2 separate regions of the Gossypium arboreum genome follow, and region 2 is linked to region 1. The links are chromatin contacts, called in public Hi-C maps. All regions are on one chromosome and are shown on one strand. The core of a region is the stretch at or near the end of the contact, and the rest is flanking DNA. Distances in the headings are between cores, read along the strand shown. Region 1 has its middle 4.4 kb from the start of LOC128290047. Region 2 has its middle 12 kb from the start of LOC108466466.

Region 1 (4,732 bases), core at 1,064-3,563:
ACCCGTTTCTTGTTCCTTTCGCTCTCCTATGCTCTCCTAAGTATAAAACATGAAATTAAAGCATTAAGAGCATCAAATTCACCAATTCTAATGGGAAATCATCCATAAAATGCGTTAAACATGGGGTAAAAATATGTATAAATTATGGTTTCTCACTAACCTTTTCGATTTCTTTCTTAATCTTTTCTCTTAATGCTTCTAAAGCATAAAAAACAACCTCTTGATCTTTAGCCTTATCAATTTCATCAACAATATTATGCTCAAAGGCAGGATAAAACTTGAAGACTACAAAATTATCTACCCTAGGTTCTTAAGATTGTAAAATTATACTTTCAAACAACTTATTTGTCTCATTTACCTTGGTTGAGGAAGTTGAAGGTCTTCTTCAATTTTAGGCAAAATAGGATTGACTCGAGAAGCTTTTGAAGGATTGCTAGTTAATGTTCCTTCACCTTTCCCTTTCTATCTTCTTTATAGAGGTTATAGAGAATGTGATCTTAATCTCAAACTCCCCGAAGAAGAAAGGCTAGGCGTTTAGGACAATTTAACATGAGCCATTCATCATCTTTAGTAGGAAGGTTTTGAGAGGTGTTTCTTGGAAGTTCTTAAAATCTTGCGGCACAAAGGGCATTTACTTGAATAAAGGGTTTTGATGTTGTGCCTTACAACCCAAGTAAAACTTGGAAAGTACCTACATTATTCCTAAATTTGTTAAATAGTTATGTGTCCAAGCTCTTTGTGAAAAGATTATTCAATTGATTCTCTATTGGAACATGCTTCAATTCAATTGTTCCAGCTTTTACAAAATCCCTTATGAAATAATGCCTTATGTCAATATGCTTCATTCAAGAATGAAACATAAGATTCTTAGAGATGTTGGTGACACCGGAGTTGTCAAAATAAACAATTGCAATTAGAGATGCAACCCCAAAGTCTTTTAGCATCTGTCTCATCAACAAAAGTTGCATACAACAACTTTCAATAGTCATACACTCTCCCTCAACTATTAACGAAGAGATTGAAGATTTCTTCTTGTTATACCATGAACCCAAATTTGTCTTGAGATAGAAACATCCATTAAGGTGATCTTCTTTTCATTCACATTTCATGCTTAATTCGCATCACTAAAGCCTGCCAAGCTCATGTTCGTGTCCCTCAATAGCCAAATTCCAAGATCAAAATTGTCATTAATATACCTAATAATATATTTAATAGCTTTTAAATGAAATTCGACAAGATTAGACTGGTAACTGGTATAAACACCTACACTGTAGCATAATTCTGGCCTACTTGTTGCGAGGTAAAATAGATCAATCATGCATCAATAGTTGCTATGGTCAATTGAAACCCACCTTACATATGAGTTCAGTTTCTCATTAACTTTCATAGGTGTTCTCACCGCCTTCAATCCCTCTAAGACAATTTCTTTTATTAAGTTACGAGCTTTCTTCTCTTGAGATAGACAAATTGTTTATGTATGCAATATGTAATAATAAAATTACATAAGTAACAATTTAACAACTTGTAAAAATTGGATCAAATAAAATTTTAATGTGTACAATAACACAATCAAAATTAAAGTGTTACACATATTAAAGTAAAATGCATGTATTATTTTAAAATTTATACTAAAATTTAAGCCATCAATAAAACAAACAAATGTAACATAAATTTGTTGATTCAAATTTGAGTCATTCGTGTATATAAAAAATTCAAGTCATTCGCAATCCTAGGTGCAAATGGGGAAGTGTGTCAGCCATGAACGAATATGTAAACGGGGTACTCAATTAATGCTTGGGGGTAAGGAGACCAACCCTGCTGGTGAAACCAGACTTAGCACATACACACAGAGAAAGGTTACAACATTCAACTAGAAAACAACAGCCATAAATGAACAGTTTTAATTTTATGAATTAGACTATTAGGGCGGTAGTAAATATTCCTAGTAAATGAAGTTAAAAAGAAAAAAAAAAAAAAACAGAGAAGCTGTTGTCTGTTTTTGCATATTAAAGAGAAAAGAAAGAAGAAAAAGTTAGAAATAAAAACAGGAAAATCCGATGGATTGACAGCACATCCACTGTCTGTCTTATGATTTGATGACCCACGATTTGACGTTTGACTTGTCTTTTCACCACCCTCCTTCACTCTTCAGCAGAATCATTTCGTTTTTCTTCGAATCCTAAACCACATCCAATCGAGAAAAAAATTGCAGAAACAGCAAGAAAAATGTTTTTAATGCAGCAGCTGAAGATCAAACAGAAACCACCGGTTACCCCAACCTCTCATTTTCAGTTCTGAAAATGGTGATGGAGAAAGAGGGGATGAATGAAATTGGTGAGCTGTTGGAAGAAGAAGAAAGAAGTAAGAACGAAATTCATAGGAAGTGAAAGAAGCTTAATTTCGCTGTATTGGATGAAAATAAGGACGAGTTCATCGATGCAAAGGCGTTCAGGAATGAACTGTTTTCGTTAGGTTTGGTAGATGAAGCTTCGGAAAATGACAGCAAAACAATGATTAAAGGGTTTGATGATAATTTTGATGGACTAATTGATTTCAATGAATTTATAAAAGTTTTGGGGACAAGTTTCTGTTACTCAAATTCACCTTCATTTCCGTCTCCATACACTCTTGTATATTAACTGTATTGATTAAAATTAAAGTTATCTAAATAATTCTTTTTCTCTTTTGGGTAAATTCCACCAAAGATCACTTAACTATTAGTGAGTTTACACTTTCGTAATTCAATTTTAAAAAGTTACAAGTTAGTCACTAGCTTTTACAATTTGGCCACTCAACTATTAGTAAGCTTACAATTCGGTCATTTAATTTCAAAAAGTTATAAATTAGTCACTGAACTATTAATAAATTTACACTTTGAATATTTACATCATCACTTTCTAAGTCGATAATCTAAACAATATCAACTAAGGGTGGAGCAAAAAAATTTGAATTGTGAGGGTCAAATTTTGAAAAATTAAAATGATTATAAAGGTTGTATAAACTAATGTATAATATTAACCCACAATTTGTTTTTTGAAATGTTGTGATTGTGAGGTTGATAATATAGTTTTTGCAAATATGCATGTCATACTGAGGTTGATTGTATCATTTGGATATGTAATTTTAATTCTTAATCTTCGATCGGTTGAAAAGTTTTCAATACTAAACTTAACTCTTTAGACTTTTTTTCAAATTAAATCACTTAAATGCTTTTTGGTGTCATGAGAATGCAATATCTCAAACACAATATGAACACAAACACAAGATTCACATAATGACACTATCAACAATTTTTTCTAAATAAAAATGCTAAATTTCTAATCAATTTTCAAGAAATTCGAGACTATAATGACAATCAATCCTAATTTCTCTTGGTATTTCTATTAATTAACCTATAAAAGTTATTACTCAATCAAGATATTAGGAATCTCATACAAAATCAATATCCCAAAATCATTTGACGAATAAAAAGAATCTTGCATAGAAATCCCAATCGCTCATAAGAAAAGTCACCATCCTAATTTTTTAGATATTAATCAATAAAGCTTAGAAGAGTTATTATCAAATTAAGAAGACTTATTTAAAAGTATTAAAAGATTAATCACATATATTATAAAAATTTTAGAGCATGAGAGAATAAGAGATATTTGAGAAAAATGATGAATGTTTATGTAAGTAATAGGACTAAGTGTTTTTGAGTTTTGGTGGTGGAAAAAAAAATTTATAAAATAATCATTTTAAAAATTTTGGAGGGATTCATCAATTATACAAATTAAAACTTTTTCATAAGTCTTTTTTTAACTTTTTCTTTATGGGGGTCCACAATCATGAATGTGGCTCCACCATTAGTATCAACAACTCAAACCCCATCCTCATGCCTCACTTCTAACTCAATCAACTTGGCAACCCTTCGTTAACCCATTTGTCATTTTCCCTTTAACCAAAACTATAACCACGATAAAACTACAATCAAACTATTAACACACTTTTACCTTGAACCAGTAACAAAATATAACCATAACCATAATTAAAGCAAACAAAAATACCCAAACGAAAATAAAATAAAATAAGGAAGAAAGTCTCTTATTTCAACAAGGCCCAAACGGGACTTACAAAAGCAAATGGGCAGAGAAATATTAGAGAAAAGAGAATAAAAATATCATAAAAAAATGAGGCTTAAACATACTAAATTTGGTTAAGAGTTAGTTGAAAAGTTCCTACTAACAACGACTCAATCTAGAAGGTCAAGGAAAATGTTTCACTGAGAATAGTAGCATTTTGGGGTCAGATGGCCATCCTACGATGGTGTACACGGATTAGAGAGATTCTCTATTAGGGATTTGAGTTTAAATCGATGGACTTTCAGGCCATTTCAAGGAAAATTAAACTATAAAGTTAGAAAAGAAAGGAAAAAGCTTTGCCTCAACATGTTTCTTTGCTGAAGGAAGAGATCGGACAATGACGAAATCATTGGAATACGATAATAAAGGAAGTCCTTAAAACCCTAACCTTATGTTTATGTTTTGATTGAATAAAAACAAAGGAAACAAAAGTAAGGGAAAGCAACATCCTTTCCCTTGTTTGGATGACTTTTTTATTTAAGGGGAAGTAAAGAAAATCAAATATCCTTTACCAAAGTTGGAGAAATGAAAGTGATGTTTTATTTAGGATGCATTTTTATATTATTAACTTTTTAGGTAAGTTATTTTATAAAAAATATAATTAGAAAAAT
Region 2 (5,208 bases), core at 720-3,219, 45 kb after region 1:
GAGGTGAGAAAAGCAACAAACGGCACAACTCCCTCCCTATTGTTGAATTTATACTGGCACTTTAACCTAGCCGAATTTACCCCCTAAAGAAACCCTTGGCCAGCCACTTCTTGCTCCTCAAGAGTCCAAAATTCGGCCAACACAGCTCACCCCAATCAGCTCCTAGATTTCCTCCCTTATCTCTATCCTTACTCAATCCCCTTACCCTCTTAAACTCTTCCCCGATGACTTTTATTTCGGTTCCATTACTTCCCTTTCTGTACATAAAATTAATCACTTAATTTGTCATCATTGTGACTTGAACCCGGTCCTCCCAAGCTTCCACACGCCACTAACATCCTTCCCAAAGGACGCCACATGCCACTTTACCACTTGCTTCCTTGTGATCCATTTTTCACAAATAATTCCTAAAAGCCTAATTTATCGAACCCCTTTCCCTCTGATTTAAAATTAATTAAAACTACGGATTTTATCCTAAGCTCGGCCTTCTAGAGGCCCACCAACATAATTAATCCTACACATAACAAACAGAACACAGAATTTTAAATTTTACAACCTTTACAGAATTCCCGAAAATTAGGGCGTTACAAAAAAATCGGATTGAGAAACCAACTATTCAAGTACCGTGAAGAATTAGAAAATATATGATTAGGAACAAAAATGATTACCATCTTCTTATTTGTCGACAACCACTTGATTTTAAGTCTTAGAATATAAATTTATCGGTAAAGAAGACATACCTGGACTTTCCATTGGATCCTCTTTTGTTTTTGTATTTGAATAAAAAATTCTGATGATAATAGTTTTTTTTAGTCAAATGAAAAAGAAAACTAAAAAAAATAGAGGAGGTGAGCGGTTTTTTTCAACTAAGATTTAGGGTTTAAAATTTTTAATTAATTAAATTTATTTAATTAAAAATTTATTCTTATCCCATTTGGAAATCCAAATTGGCACTTAAAATCTAGTTGGACTGCCACGTAGGAGTACTGTTAGGGAGATAACGGAACTTAACGTAAAGTTATCACTTCGTAACAAAATAATAACATAAGTAACTAAAACATAACATTTCAAAATGACTAAAATGTAATTTAAAGCATATAAAAGTGACTATTTTATCGTTTACCCTTTATAATATTGAAATTATAAAAAAATAAATTTAATAGTGAATTAAAAGACTATCCTACCTCTATTTAATCCATTACCTAACTCTTTTGGGAGATTTCGTAGTGAACTTTTAAATATGTATATACTTGAAAGCTTAAGATATTATGTATTTAATATTAAAATTGTAAAAATAAATAAATAAATTTAATAGTGAATTTAAACTCTACTTGAGAGATGAAAATACATATAAAAAATAAAGATTTAATAAAAATATAAATTTATATAAATTTAGCTAATTTTGAAATACTTCGATTACCTATTTAACTTTTAAAATTGCTTGATCAGCCTTACTGATTACAAATGCTCCAAAAAGATTTGTTTCTATTATATAGATATAATTCCATTGTAAATAAGTGATAATAGGTAGGGGAATACGTAAGGTTTGCTGATGATTTGACAAGACAAGGTTGACATGTGAAAGGGGAAAAATGATGTAGACATTTGACCTGACCTTTCGACCATGCCTTAGTCCCAGTCTCAACGTCAGCCTCTTAGGCAACTCAGTCAAGGCAGCCAGCAACCCAACAGGCAAAGACAGGGCAAGAGATGGGAGTGCTCGTTTTACCCCCTTCTCCCCACCCCCCTCTCCCCAAAAAAAAAAAAAAACGGCTAAGAAACCGTACGATCATGAAGAAAACGGTCTCATTGGCGCCTAATAACTTTTATCCCACCGGCACGAGTCAATAACCATTATCACTCCTTGTCCAATCGTTTGTTTTTTAGTATACTTTGAAACTGTTTTGCACTATGCTCCACGAGTGGGCAGAGAGGCCTTTTCTTTTATCTTATTATATACATATATATTTTCCTTTGGGCAAATAATATAGGGGGCACTGACTCCCACGTCCCAACTATGACTATCTGACATACACACACAACTCCCTTCTCTTTCTCTGGTTTTGGTTTTAATGAAGAGTCTTTGATGACTGCTTGACGTTAAAAGGACATTGTCTTAAACAGAAAGAAAGATCAGCCAGTGAGATAGAAGATAAAAAGAAAATATTACACGTCTCTTCCATCAATTCTCTCTCATTCCTTTTGCCCATCGGGATTATTTATTTATTTATTTAGAACAGTTTCACTTAATTTCCTTTCATCAAACTATCGCTTTGTTTTGGTGGTCCTTGAAGAAAAGTGAAAGAGAAAAGAAAAAAAAAGAAGACTGCAACCTCTGAGAGAGTCTATAAGTAAAAACCCTTTATTGATGGTATATTAATGTCTGTGTGAGTCTACAGTTTAAACTGGGAGTTGTAGCTAAGTGCGTGTCAGCGAAAGCAATGGTTCTCGTTAGTATGAACGAGGGAGTTTTTGCCTCTGTCTCATCCAACAACAGTATCTCAGTTGTCACCACGCCTTTCCTCGGCATTCTTGCATGCGGGACACTTGTTTTGGAATTTGGAATTTCTATTACACAATAATGCAAAATGTTAAGAGCACGGTATAAGAGATCATATCCCAGTTCAAGTATGACATTGTAGTTCAAATTAAGTTAGCTTTGTAATAGGAGCGTTGACATGATAATTATAACGAATCAATGTTCTCAACCCCCTGAATAAAAACCCAAATAATTTAATCCTATGTACATTCTCTCTTCAAAGTTTCCAACTTCAAGGAAAGCTAGTTATCGACCATTTAAAAAAAATTTGGACGGTCGATCATAGAACAGTTGAATATACAAACTAAATATTTCCCCCCAGATTTTCACAAGTCTTGTTGATACAAAAAGTTGCGTGAGGGATGAAAATAGTTCGACATATTAAGCGAAAAGTCGTACTGTGGTGGTGGAGAATTGAGGTGTGAGGAAGTGAAGGAAAGAGATAAGCAACAGAGAGAAGGAAGTTGGATATGCTTTGTGAGAGAGAGAGGAAACATGGCCTCTCTTGAGGTGAGAGAGGGCTTCTACAGGCGATCTTAGGAGATGTGCGTCCTATAATGTAGTCACATTATAAAATATTTTCAAATAATATCTAAGTTAGAAAAATGCTTATGTATCATTTCATCCCACGTTGAAAGTAGGCATGACATTGCATCCCAGGATAATCTCTTATTTTCAATTAAAAGAATCTTAGAAAAGATTTTATGATTTAATATATTATATAATATTAAATATATGAAAGGGCAAAATATAAAGATGAGATGAGAATAAATATATTATATTGTGGGAATGGTTCGGTTAACACCAACCATTTTCACACACACACACTATATATATATATGAATTAGTGGAAAGGTTTAGGATCTACTACAATAGATGTAAATTTGGCCGTTGAAATAAAGCTACATTTAAATGTTGTTTTTCAAACGGTATTTAAAATAAATTGAATTACTGGCGGAAGAGTTGTGTTGTTTGGTGCAATTTTGAAATGGAAAAATTACACAAGATGAAATTCTCTTTCTTTCATATTTTTAGTGTTCTCTAGAATTATTTTGTTTTAGAACAATTCAAATATGGTGTCTTAAATCTAATCGGGATGGTTTGACCCGAATCCAAAACGTCATATTAGCTACCGAAGTGATTCAAAACACATCACTGACTGATAGCAAAAGTCATGGACATGCAATTAAATCATACATGATCATGAATGAACAACAAAACCTAATAGCATGTTTTATCTAACATAAATCATTCAACTGCAATTAGGGGCGAAATAGTCATTTCACATCTAATATTCGAACAAGCACATAACAAAAATTTAGAACTACATTTTAATTCTAAAATCCTTTTAGACACATTGTTGAAAGAATCGGTTTAATCTGATCAACAATTCTCCTTTAATTTTAAAAACAAGTGTTTTGGGGACCAAATTGAAAGAATGATAAAATATAAAAAATAACCATATTATTAAATTGTCTTTGACTCTAGGAAATTAGACATCTAAACCTTAGGTATGTGTCTTTTCAAGATATTTTATAACCTTTTTGGACTCCAATTGCATTGTTTAAAACTTAGGTCTAAATTGCAATGATATAAAAACCAACCATGAACGAACAATATGTCACGTTTCAACAACATGATTCACCTTGTCACAAGATGACCTGGAGGAGGCCCTTCATCCCGATGACATGACAAAGGATGTCCCAATGTCGATCCCTCGTCGCAACAACATTCGAATGTCATCATAACATCTACTACAGCTTTTGTAGAAACAGTCCAGAAACCTACAATTTTTAACTTTAGTCACTGCCAAACATACCATTTTGTGCATTTTTGCCTATTTCTCATTTCTAACAAGTCATATATCCTACAAACACCATTTAAAACATGCTCAAACATGCCATAACACACAATAGCATAATTTGACACTTCAAGTAAATGTTTATGCTAGCATACGACTATTAACTTACGACTCAATTACACAACATACCATATCAGCATGCTTATGATTCCTAAGCATCCTACATATGTATTTTGTACCATTTGGTCATTTTAGACATGCCAAAACTTTCAGAATATTTTTTTAACCTTTTTATCACTTTGTAGCCATGTTACATGCAATTTTAACACACCACATCAACTAAACAAATCATGCATCATCAACATTATCCAAAACATCCAAATAATGACAAAACAAAGTCTAAAGTTCTTTTTAACAGTTCATAAGAAAGGCTAATCCCACAAAATAGCCTATACTGCCTTTATTAAAAATTCAATCACCAGTATCACATACTCAACGTTTATGCCTTGTAGGGATCACCCCACTTGTCCACCTCACACTCCTTAGAAGCACTATCTTTTTGGAAAACATTTGAAACACGAGTGTGAGCTTTACTAAGCGCAGTATGTTAGAGTATACTCAAAGACCAATCATGAAACGATTGTAATAACATACTTGTTTTACCTTGTTTATTAATATAAGGCATTGCCATTATTATTTTAGTTTCTTTTCTATGTATATAAATAATTTTTTTTTATAATAATGTCCTGAGAATAATATAATTATTCTTAAAAGGTCCTTAGTCGAGTATTATTGTGGGCTTGGACAATAATAATGCATTAAGATTAACATGTAGTTGATTGATGACAAAGTGTTGTCATTGACATAT

What was found. A called contact is a pair of places that touch in the nucleus more often than the background predicts.
Region 2: a Hi-C map of leaf shows a contact between it and region 1, with 2.7 times the contacts expected there. The contact joins two enhancer-like sites. A contact is called at or near these places in 2 of 5 Hi-C or Micro-C datasets (both in leaf).

Annotation. Positions count from the first base shown.
Region 1 is chr2:109,759,123-109,763,854 of ASM2569848v2, forward strand. No RefSeq gene overlaps it. Among protein-coding and RNA genes, the nearest start is that of LOC128290047, 4.4 kb to the left of the region's middle. Within about 2 kb of position 2,314, at least 2 of the 2 cell types and tissues checked have an H3K27ac peak or open chromatin away from gene starts, as enhancers often do. A contact at or near this core is called in leaf, where this site is marked.
Region 2 is chr2:109,804,497-109,809,704 of ASM2569848v2, forward strand. No RefSeq gene overlaps it. Among protein-coding and RNA genes, the nearest start is that of LOC108466466, 12 kb to the right of the region's middle. Within about 2 kb of position 1,970, at least 1 of the 2 cell types and tissues checked has an H3K27ac peak or open chromatin away from gene starts, as enhancers often do. A contact at or near this core is called in leaf, where this site is marked.